2 separate regions of the Sus scrofa genome follow, and region 1 is linked to region 2. The links are chromatin contacts, called in public HiChIP or PLAC-seq maps. All regions are on one chromosome and are shown on one strand. The core of a region is the stretch at or near the end of the contact, and the rest is flanking DNA. Distances in the headings are between cores, read along the strand shown.

Evidence for each region. HiChIP or PLAC-seq counts read pairs in DNA pulled down with a chosen protein or histone mark.
Region 1: a contact with region 2 is called in an H3K27ac HiChIP or PLAC-seq map of skeletal muscle, with 6 times the contacts expected there. The contact joins two enhancer-like sites. A contact is called at or near these places in 5 of 47 Hi-C or Micro-C datasets (heart right ventricle, mesenteric adipose tissue, retroperitoneal adipose tissue and 2 more) and 1 of 2 datasets of contacts at active chromatin or transcription factors (skeletal muscle).

Annotation. Positions count from the first base shown.
Region 1 is chr13:132,251,209-132,255,298 of Sscrofa11.1, forward strand. The region is part of intron 1 of XXYLT1 (xyloside xylosyltransferase 1); the gene reads right to left. Among named protein-coding and RNA genes, the nearest start is that of XXYLT1, 17 kb to the right of the region's middle. Within about 2 kb of position 1,468, at least 36 of the 83 cell types and tissues checked have an H3K27ac peak or open chromatin away from gene starts, as enhancers often do. A contact at or near this core is called in retroperitoneal adipose tissue and skeletal muscle, where this site is marked.
Region 2 is chr13:131,908,376-131,912,253 of Sscrofa11.1, forward strand. No RefSeq gene overlaps it. Among named protein-coding and RNA genes, the nearest start is that of FAM43A, 250 kb to the left of the region's middle. Within about 2 kb of position 2,451, at least 16 of the 83 cell types and tissues checked have an H3K27ac peak or open chromatin away from gene starts, as enhancers often do. A contact at or near this core is called in retroperitoneal adipose tissue and skeletal muscle, where this site is marked.

The DNA.
Region 1 (4,090 bases), core at 218-2,717, 340 kb after region 2:
AATATACAAAAAACAAAATACTAAAAAATTTTATTGAAGTATAGTTGATTTAGAATATTGTGTTAGCTTCAGGTCTACAGCAAAGTAATTCAGTTATAGATATTTTTCAGATTATTTTCCATTATAAGTTATTACAAGATACTGAATCTAGTTAATCTATGGTATACAATAAATCCTTGTTGCTTAATTTTTTTTTTTTTTTTGGCTTTTTTAGGGCTATACTTGGGCATGTGGAAGTTTCCAGGCTAGGGGTTGAATCAGAGCTACAGCTGCTGGCCTATACCACAGCCACAGCAACGCAGGGAGCCAAGCCTCGTTTGTGACCTACACCACAGCTCACAGCAACCCTGGATCCTTAACCCACTGAGCAAGGCCAGGGATCGAACCCACGTCCTCATGGATGCTAGTCGGGTTCATTAACCACTGAGCCACAATGGGAACTCCTGAGTCCTGATTTTCTGATATTAATTTTTAGATGGAGGACCCTTTAGGAATGGAAAGTGTTCCTTGTGAAGAGTCAAGGAAGGGTTCCCAGGAAAAATTGAAAAGAAGGAAAACACAGATGTTCTCTGTGGCGTTATTCATTAGAAGACTGCAGAATGGCTTACAAAAGAAATAGGACAGTCATTTACGCTGCAGCCACATTAACAGTAAGGACAAGATGAGACAGAAAGATGGGTGGGTGTTTCTGAGATGCGCCACCATGAGAAACCCTGTCCCTGCCACCCCAGAGGTACCCGGCCAGGGGACAAGGACCAAAGGGAACCTGGAGAAATAAGAATGTTCCATCTGATCTATAATTTTATACTCCTGGTTGAAGTGGGTCACAAAGTGGGGGCTGTCACTGCTCCCACCTGCCCACCTTTCTCGGGGCCCTTCCCCCTCATACCCCCCCAAGGCCCAGGGATCAGAGCTGAATACTCTCACAGGGCAGCAAGAACTCCCTTTCATTCTTTCCAGGCTCTCACAGATCCCCACAGATTTCCATAAATCAACTCCAGATGCTGCACATGTCACAGGGCAGGGCCGAAGTCAACAGCTCCAGAAACTAGGAGGTTGAACAGCAAGGTCATATTTCCTCTTCCAGAGCCCGGGGCTTGAGACAGAGCTCTCCCTTTAAGGAAAGAGAAATGTCTTCGTTCTGCATTTGCTCTCAAAGTCCTGCAACTCTCTGAGAGCCGTTTCGGTGACGAACTTCGGTTGCTCACGTTTCCGATCAAAGCAAAGCTGCTTGGGGAGTCGGAAGCAGAGCAAGTAAACACAACGGACCTCCCCACCGTCTCACTTCCTCTTGGAGCACTGCTCACCCCACTGTGTAACAGTCCAGTTGTCACTGACAAAAGGAGCCACTAGCCAGCCGAGGTGACCAGTGCTCCCAAGACTGGGAAGCCTGGAGCTGGGCAGCCCATACCCTGTCCACTGCCCATGCCTGGCTGACTGAGCCACAGACTGGGAGGACGATCAGGGACCTGAGACTTTGGCCATGACTCAGGCGCCAGCAGTGCCCCATCCTGGGGACCCAAGACCAGAGTCTCTCCCTACACGGACTGCAGATTAAACTCACCTTAACAGATCAGCAGCAGCCGAAATCACAAGCATCTTGCCAAGCACGGGGTACAGGTGCCCCTCCCTCCAGGGTATTCCCACATCGAGGTCTCCTCCCACCCCCACCCTGGGAGCTCTGTTCCTGAGCAGAAAGCCCATTCCTTCTCCTTCTCTCCTATGAGAGAGCTGGGGACCCTGGGATGCAAGGCTGCTCAGACAACCCCCAGGGCTCAGTCATCCTCTCACTCCTACTCAGTATGTACACTGAATGGAAGAAGGTGGGCAGCCAGGCCACCTCTGTGCCAAATTTGCTCTTTTATAAGACACACCTGAGCACCCACGCAGCTGGCTCACACATCCCCGGCTGGGGCCCAGTCACCGGCACCAGGATGTGACCTGGGACACAGGATGAGCCATGAGGTGCCATTCTGGGGGCAGGAGGCAGGCCAGGACAGCCTTCACAGAGGATGGGGCAGCCCAGCCTCAAGTCCTCAGCAGTGCTGTGCACACACAGCTCCTTTAGACACATTACGTCACTTCATCCCCACATTTTGAGATGGGTGATGATACTGTGCCTCTTAGAGGGACCAGGTGGACTGGGAGTCTGCACAGGCCCATCTGTAGCCAACACCATGCTCACTGGAGAGGTGCAGGCCCACTGCTGCACTAGGCTGCACAGGGAGCCCAATCGGACCCTGCCCCCAAGGCCTCCCATTGGGCAGCTTCACTCCCACTGCAGACAGAGCAGAGGAGGACGGAGGCATAGGTCAGGCAAAGGGTCTCCAGACAGAGTAGATTCTCCAGGTGGGGTGAGCTGGACGGTACAGCAGGAAAAGTTTCCCAGAGCACCTACTGTGAGTCATGTGTATCAGCTCCCATGATGGGGAGCAGGCACCCAAACAGCCTTGTAACAGACACAGCAGGACTGGGTCTGAAGGGGTGCAGACCCAAGCAGGAGACAGCAGTGGGATTCCTTATACCCCCACCACACACACACACACACACACACACACACACACACACTAAGGCCTGATGAGCCCCCATTCGGGCTGAGCAATGCCTGGCAAAGGGGCAGTGAGGGCCTTTCGGGCAGCTCTGGGGCCTGCACCTGAGGAGGCCCAATCAGCTGGATTCTAGAACCGCTGCTCAGCGGGGCGGGAAGCAAGACCATTCAATGCACACAAAACACAGGCGACTGCAGGGCAGTCACAGGTGGGTGAGATCTGAAAAATGTGTCAGGCTAAGAACAAAGGCAGAAGACAATGAAGCACACAGAGACCAGCACTGCCAGAGCTGGCCTGAGAGCAAATGACATGGACGGCAGGCAGGCAGTGTGGGCAGTGGGGACCTGCCTAAACCCCTGTCCGCTGACTAGCTGTGTGGCCTTGCCCGAGTCACTTTCCCTCTCTGGGCCAGCTTCCTCATGGGTAACAGGGGACAGAACCCCATGGCCTTTCCAGTTTCCTCGTTCTGACCTCTTGTGACCCACTGCCACTTGAGGGAGGCAGGGCTCCAAACGTGACAGTCCTCTAAGATCCCACATCCTAAACGGTGGCTCCCGGCTGGTTCTAGGGCAGAACCTGAAGGAGGAATGAGCTCCGCCCTAGGCCCACTGAGGTTCCCCTGCCCTTCTCACACAATGTGTGGTCCTGCCACCAGCTGACAAGGGGAAGAGGCTGTGTGTGTGAGGCCCTAGCGAGCAGCGGGCACCCTCCTGGGGGACCCCAGCCCTCCTGATTCCCTGTTTGCAGGGCCTGGAAGGACCCACCAAAACAACAGACAGCACAGACATCAGGACAGGGTGCCTACGAGTCAGAAAGACCAGCTCTCATCCACGTTCCGCCACCTCAGGGCTGCATGGCCCTAAGCAAGCTCTGAACCACCTCTGGAACCAAAATCTTCACCTGGGAGACCTCTTCCTAGGGAAGAATCCCTCCCTCCTCAAAGGAGGAATGGCCAAGTTTCAATAAAAGAACAGACATAGAACCCAGCATCATGGAGACGCTGGGAACAGCTGAGAGCCGGGCTGCCTCCAAACGCCCCACTGCCTCCCTGAGGTGCAGCCTGGCTGGGGGCCGGGGCCGCGAAATGAACCAGTATCTCCCAGGGGGAGGGCAGAGTCGGCAAGGAGGGTCTGGGAGGACCCTCCCAGAAAGACACAAACAGCGGCTTCAAGCCCCCCGACCCCCCACCCCTGGCCTCCTACCTCTGACTCAGGAAAAGTCTGGAAAGGACGTTTGTTTTACCACTTCCCATGTCCAGTGTCAACATGCTGGTAGAAGAGCTATGGACTACGACTCAGGGCTAGAACCCCCTGCCCATCTTACAGATGAGAGAACTTGAAAGGCTTTGCAATGAAAGCCAGGGCCAGGGAGAGCCCTGGAACCCCAGATCACTCTGCCCACCACACTGCAGCCGAGAAGGTGCCGATGGGCAGGGCCGGGCTGCGCACCCAAGAGGCTGAACCGCAGCCCCAAGCTGCTCACCAGCAGGGGCTCCAGGCAGATCAAGGGGCCAAAGCAGCCCCATCCTCCCTACCCCTAAA
Region 2 (3,878 bases), core at 1,201-3,700:
CCCTAGCGCCTCTGGAGGCAGCATGGCCCTGCTGGTACCTTGATTTTGGACTTCTATACTCCAGAGCTGTGACAGGATAAGTTTCCGTTGTTCTAAGCCACCCAGTTTATGGTAGTATGTTACAGTGGCCACAGGAAATGAATATGCGCTCCTCCTAATATAAACTCTACTTCCATCATACACACCATGGGCCAGGTCCTGTGCTAAACTTCTCACCCTGATTATCTGATTTAAGCCTCACAATAACTCTCTGGGGTAGTTAATTTACAGAAGAGAAAACTGAGGAATGGAGAGGTGAACTGACTTGCCCAGGGTGCCACAGAGCCAGGATTCAGACGCAAACACAGGCCAACTCCTGAGTCATTTTTCAAGTTCAGGTGGAAGGAAAAGATGGTATGTCCACCTCCTGCTGTGTGTCTGGGCCACAGGAAAAAGTGTCAGCAGTCTGGAACCAGACATCTCTCCACCCACCAGCCCCCCACCAAGGAAAGACTGTCCAGGACTGGCTGGTAAGCAAACCTTTCTGCCAGCGCTGAGCAGGGCAGATAGATGAGCAGCTGAGCAGATGGAGGGAGACAGGTGATAACTGTGCTGAGGACCTGCTCTGGAAAATGTCAATTCCCATCCCACCCCAGTATTTCAAAGGTGCCAGGTGCTGGAATCTTCTCACAAGAGTGGCTCATTTCAAAAAAAAGAAAAGAATGAAAAGAAATGGCCCAAACTATGCCTCATCTGAGAGCTGCATTCAATAAAGGGAAATTAAATTCCTAAGGAAGCAGGTGCTCTTTGGCCGGAAGGATGCCAAGAGGGTCCTGGAACCCTTGTCAGCCCTCAGGACCCAATTAGCCTCCCCTTGGAGTGCCAGGGTCTTTGGTGAACTCTCTTCTGGCTGGGAAAGAGGGTGCTGTGCTTTGATCCTGTCTGCCTGCCTGCCAGGGCCCCTCACTGGGAAATGTCCCATCTTCCACCACTCACGCCTCTGCCTCAGCTCACAGCCGTGATCTAGGGCCACGCTGCCACAGGAGGCCCTCCTAATCCTCACCCAGCCTTGACCTTGGTCTCCAGATATACCCCTCTTCCCCATATTCTTTGGGCAGAACATCACCAGAGAAAAATTGGACACAGCCTCTACCTTAAAGAACTTGAGGTTAGTGAGAAAGAGAAGCTTACACACAGAAACCTTTAACACAGGCCAGAATGTGGTCAGGGCTCTAATGCAGCTAGAGCTACCCTTTGTCATTGGCGTGTTTTCTCTGTATCGGTCACTGGCCTAATCCCATTGCCTACATGGCCACACCAAGTCTTTATGGGCCCTTTACCCCCATGGGGACTGTTGCCCCTGTGGAAGCAGCTGGAGGCTGGGAGGCTCAGGCCTTCACCTGAGAGGTCGGGCTCAAACACTCAAGGGATCTGGAATTCACTGGGAGCCCCCTATTCTCCTGCTTCCTTAGGGTAGACGCAGAGCCCCTTTCCCTCCTGCCTTCTCTCCTCCTTTGCTCCCCACGCCACACCACAGGGGCTTGCTTCATCCTGCAGCTGTCCCACAGCCCTGCTCAGCAAGTCCCAGTTGTCCTGAATGTTTACTTTCCTCTGAGCTACACAGATCTCTGTCTTGCTAGTCTTGACTGCTTTTCAAAGCCTAAATACGATGTGAAATTGTCAGTCCTTTAAGAAGCAGGATGATGGGGAAGGGGGATTGGAGGAAGGAAGCTGGACATGGGATGGAGAGGACCAAGCTTGTCTCTTAGTGAAGAGATTAAAGGACTGAAGGGGGCTTTCTGGGGAAACTGGGGCTCAGGATGGTCCAATAACTTGCCCAAAGCCACAAACCTTGTTAGAAGTGGAGCTGGGACCTCATCAGAAAGTGAGTGAGGATGAGAAGAGGGTTGTGGGCATACCAACCAGGCTGCACAGAGCCTGCCCCGGGGTGTTCACAGTCAGTGTTCAATGCCCCATCCCTGCTTCACAGGACTCCAGGGAGAGCCTAGAATCACAGTCCGAGGGAAGACAGACAGGAACTGTAAAGGCTGGACAGGCAGGGCTGGAGCTGCCCCAGGACCCACTGGCCCCTTGACCTCCTGCGGTACATTTCAGCATTATGAACACAGTAGGGCAGGATCCCCCCAGGCAGGGTACCAGACCCTGAGAAGGACACAGATAGATCAGTCATGCCCCTGACCTCCAGAAGTCCACAGCCTCCTGAGGGAGACAGACTGCTGCTCTGAAGGCCACACCAACCAGAACCCCTGCAGTAAGACATCAGGGTCAATTACCAAGTCACTGTGTCTGTGCTGGGCTGGAGCTGGGATTCCATACTCACCCTTGGCTTTGCAGGCTGGCGCTGTTAGCTCTGCTGATAGGGGGCGCAAGAGGGAGTCTACAGGCTGGAGGCGGGAGAGCCTGCTCGCTCTTTCCTGTTTGTTCCCCGTCTGCTTCCTGTGGGCTTCCTGTCTCTGTGAGCACCATCCCAGCACAATTTTTCCCTTGGCCCAAGACCGGGCCAAACTGGAGCAGCAGCTGACTCCAGTTTGCAGCTTTTCCAGCTCCTGTAGAACCTGTTTCACCCCACCCTGCCCCCCAAGGACACTGTCCACAGCCAGCTGGCGCCCCTGCTGGGAGTCTGGGCCCAGGCACAGGCCCCTCCCTCCTCCCAAGACTGAGTTCCAGCTCTGCAGGGCTCCTCCCTGTGCTTCTAAATGTTCCCTTTGCTCCCTCAGCCAGGGGAAAGTGGCTGCTTCCTAAAGTTTGTACCTCTGTCCCACCTTAGAGGTCTCCTTTTACCCTTGGGTTATCTAGTTAATAACTGGTTCTTTCTATTACATTTTCTCTATTCTGGTTACTGGACACTGACTGTTACCATATCTTTAATGGCTTCCTATTGCTTTGATCTCTCACAGTATCTGATCCCCCCCATCTGATAACATTGCCCCCTCATTTACTAACCGCTCTTCCCACCTGACCTGTTTCTATAGAATTCTATTTGACTGCCAATGGCAGTACCCTGTTGCCCTAACCTGGCCTGGATATGGTGTTGGTCCCAGATATGGGCATGTGGCCTAAGACAGCTGATGAGAACCTTCCCCTGGGACTTGTAGACAGCAAGGTCTCTCTCCTCTAGGGCCACTAACTGAAGTAGATTCAATTGGCTTGTCTGCAGCCTTGCCTCTCCTCTTTCCCCCACCCTCCACCCCATGCCAAATATTTCTATTTGTGGTAGAAAAAAAAAAAAAATGAAGACAACTCACAAAGAGAGAAAAGTGATTGAGTGTTGGTGAGAGACCTGACCACATCGCTGAGTCCTCAATCCAGAGGTGCCCCTTGTCCACTCCACTCATCTTGCCCAGTTTCCTGAGCCCACGGTTTTCCTTTGTGTGTAAGCGAGTGTGAGCTGGGTTTCTGTCACGTTTACCTGCAAGAGCCCTGACTAATATGGCTGAGGCGAAACTCCTCAGAACTGAGTTGTCTGGCATCAAGGTGAGTCAGGACCTCATGTAGTCAAATTCCCTACCAGGTCCGGCAACCCCCCTGCAACGTCTCCACCCCACCACAGACATGGGAAGACAGCTCACAGGTTCCTCTGGACAGACGCAAAGAAGCTCTAGAGAGAAAAACTAACCAGAGCATAAAAGGAGCTGATGGAGCTCCTGTTTATGAAAGTGCCTAGTTGTTCAATCGACCGTAGCTGAGCGGGACCAAGTTGAAGAAGCAAAATCTAAGAGGAAACCAAGTAGCAGAAGAATCAAGAATACAGCCCAATTTCCACCCCCCAGGGTCCTGAGTATAATGGTTTTTCTCCCTCCTGTGTATGTGGGAAAATATATAGATAATACATGTTATGTAATCATAGGATTGTATTAGTATTCCTTCTTTCTCTCATC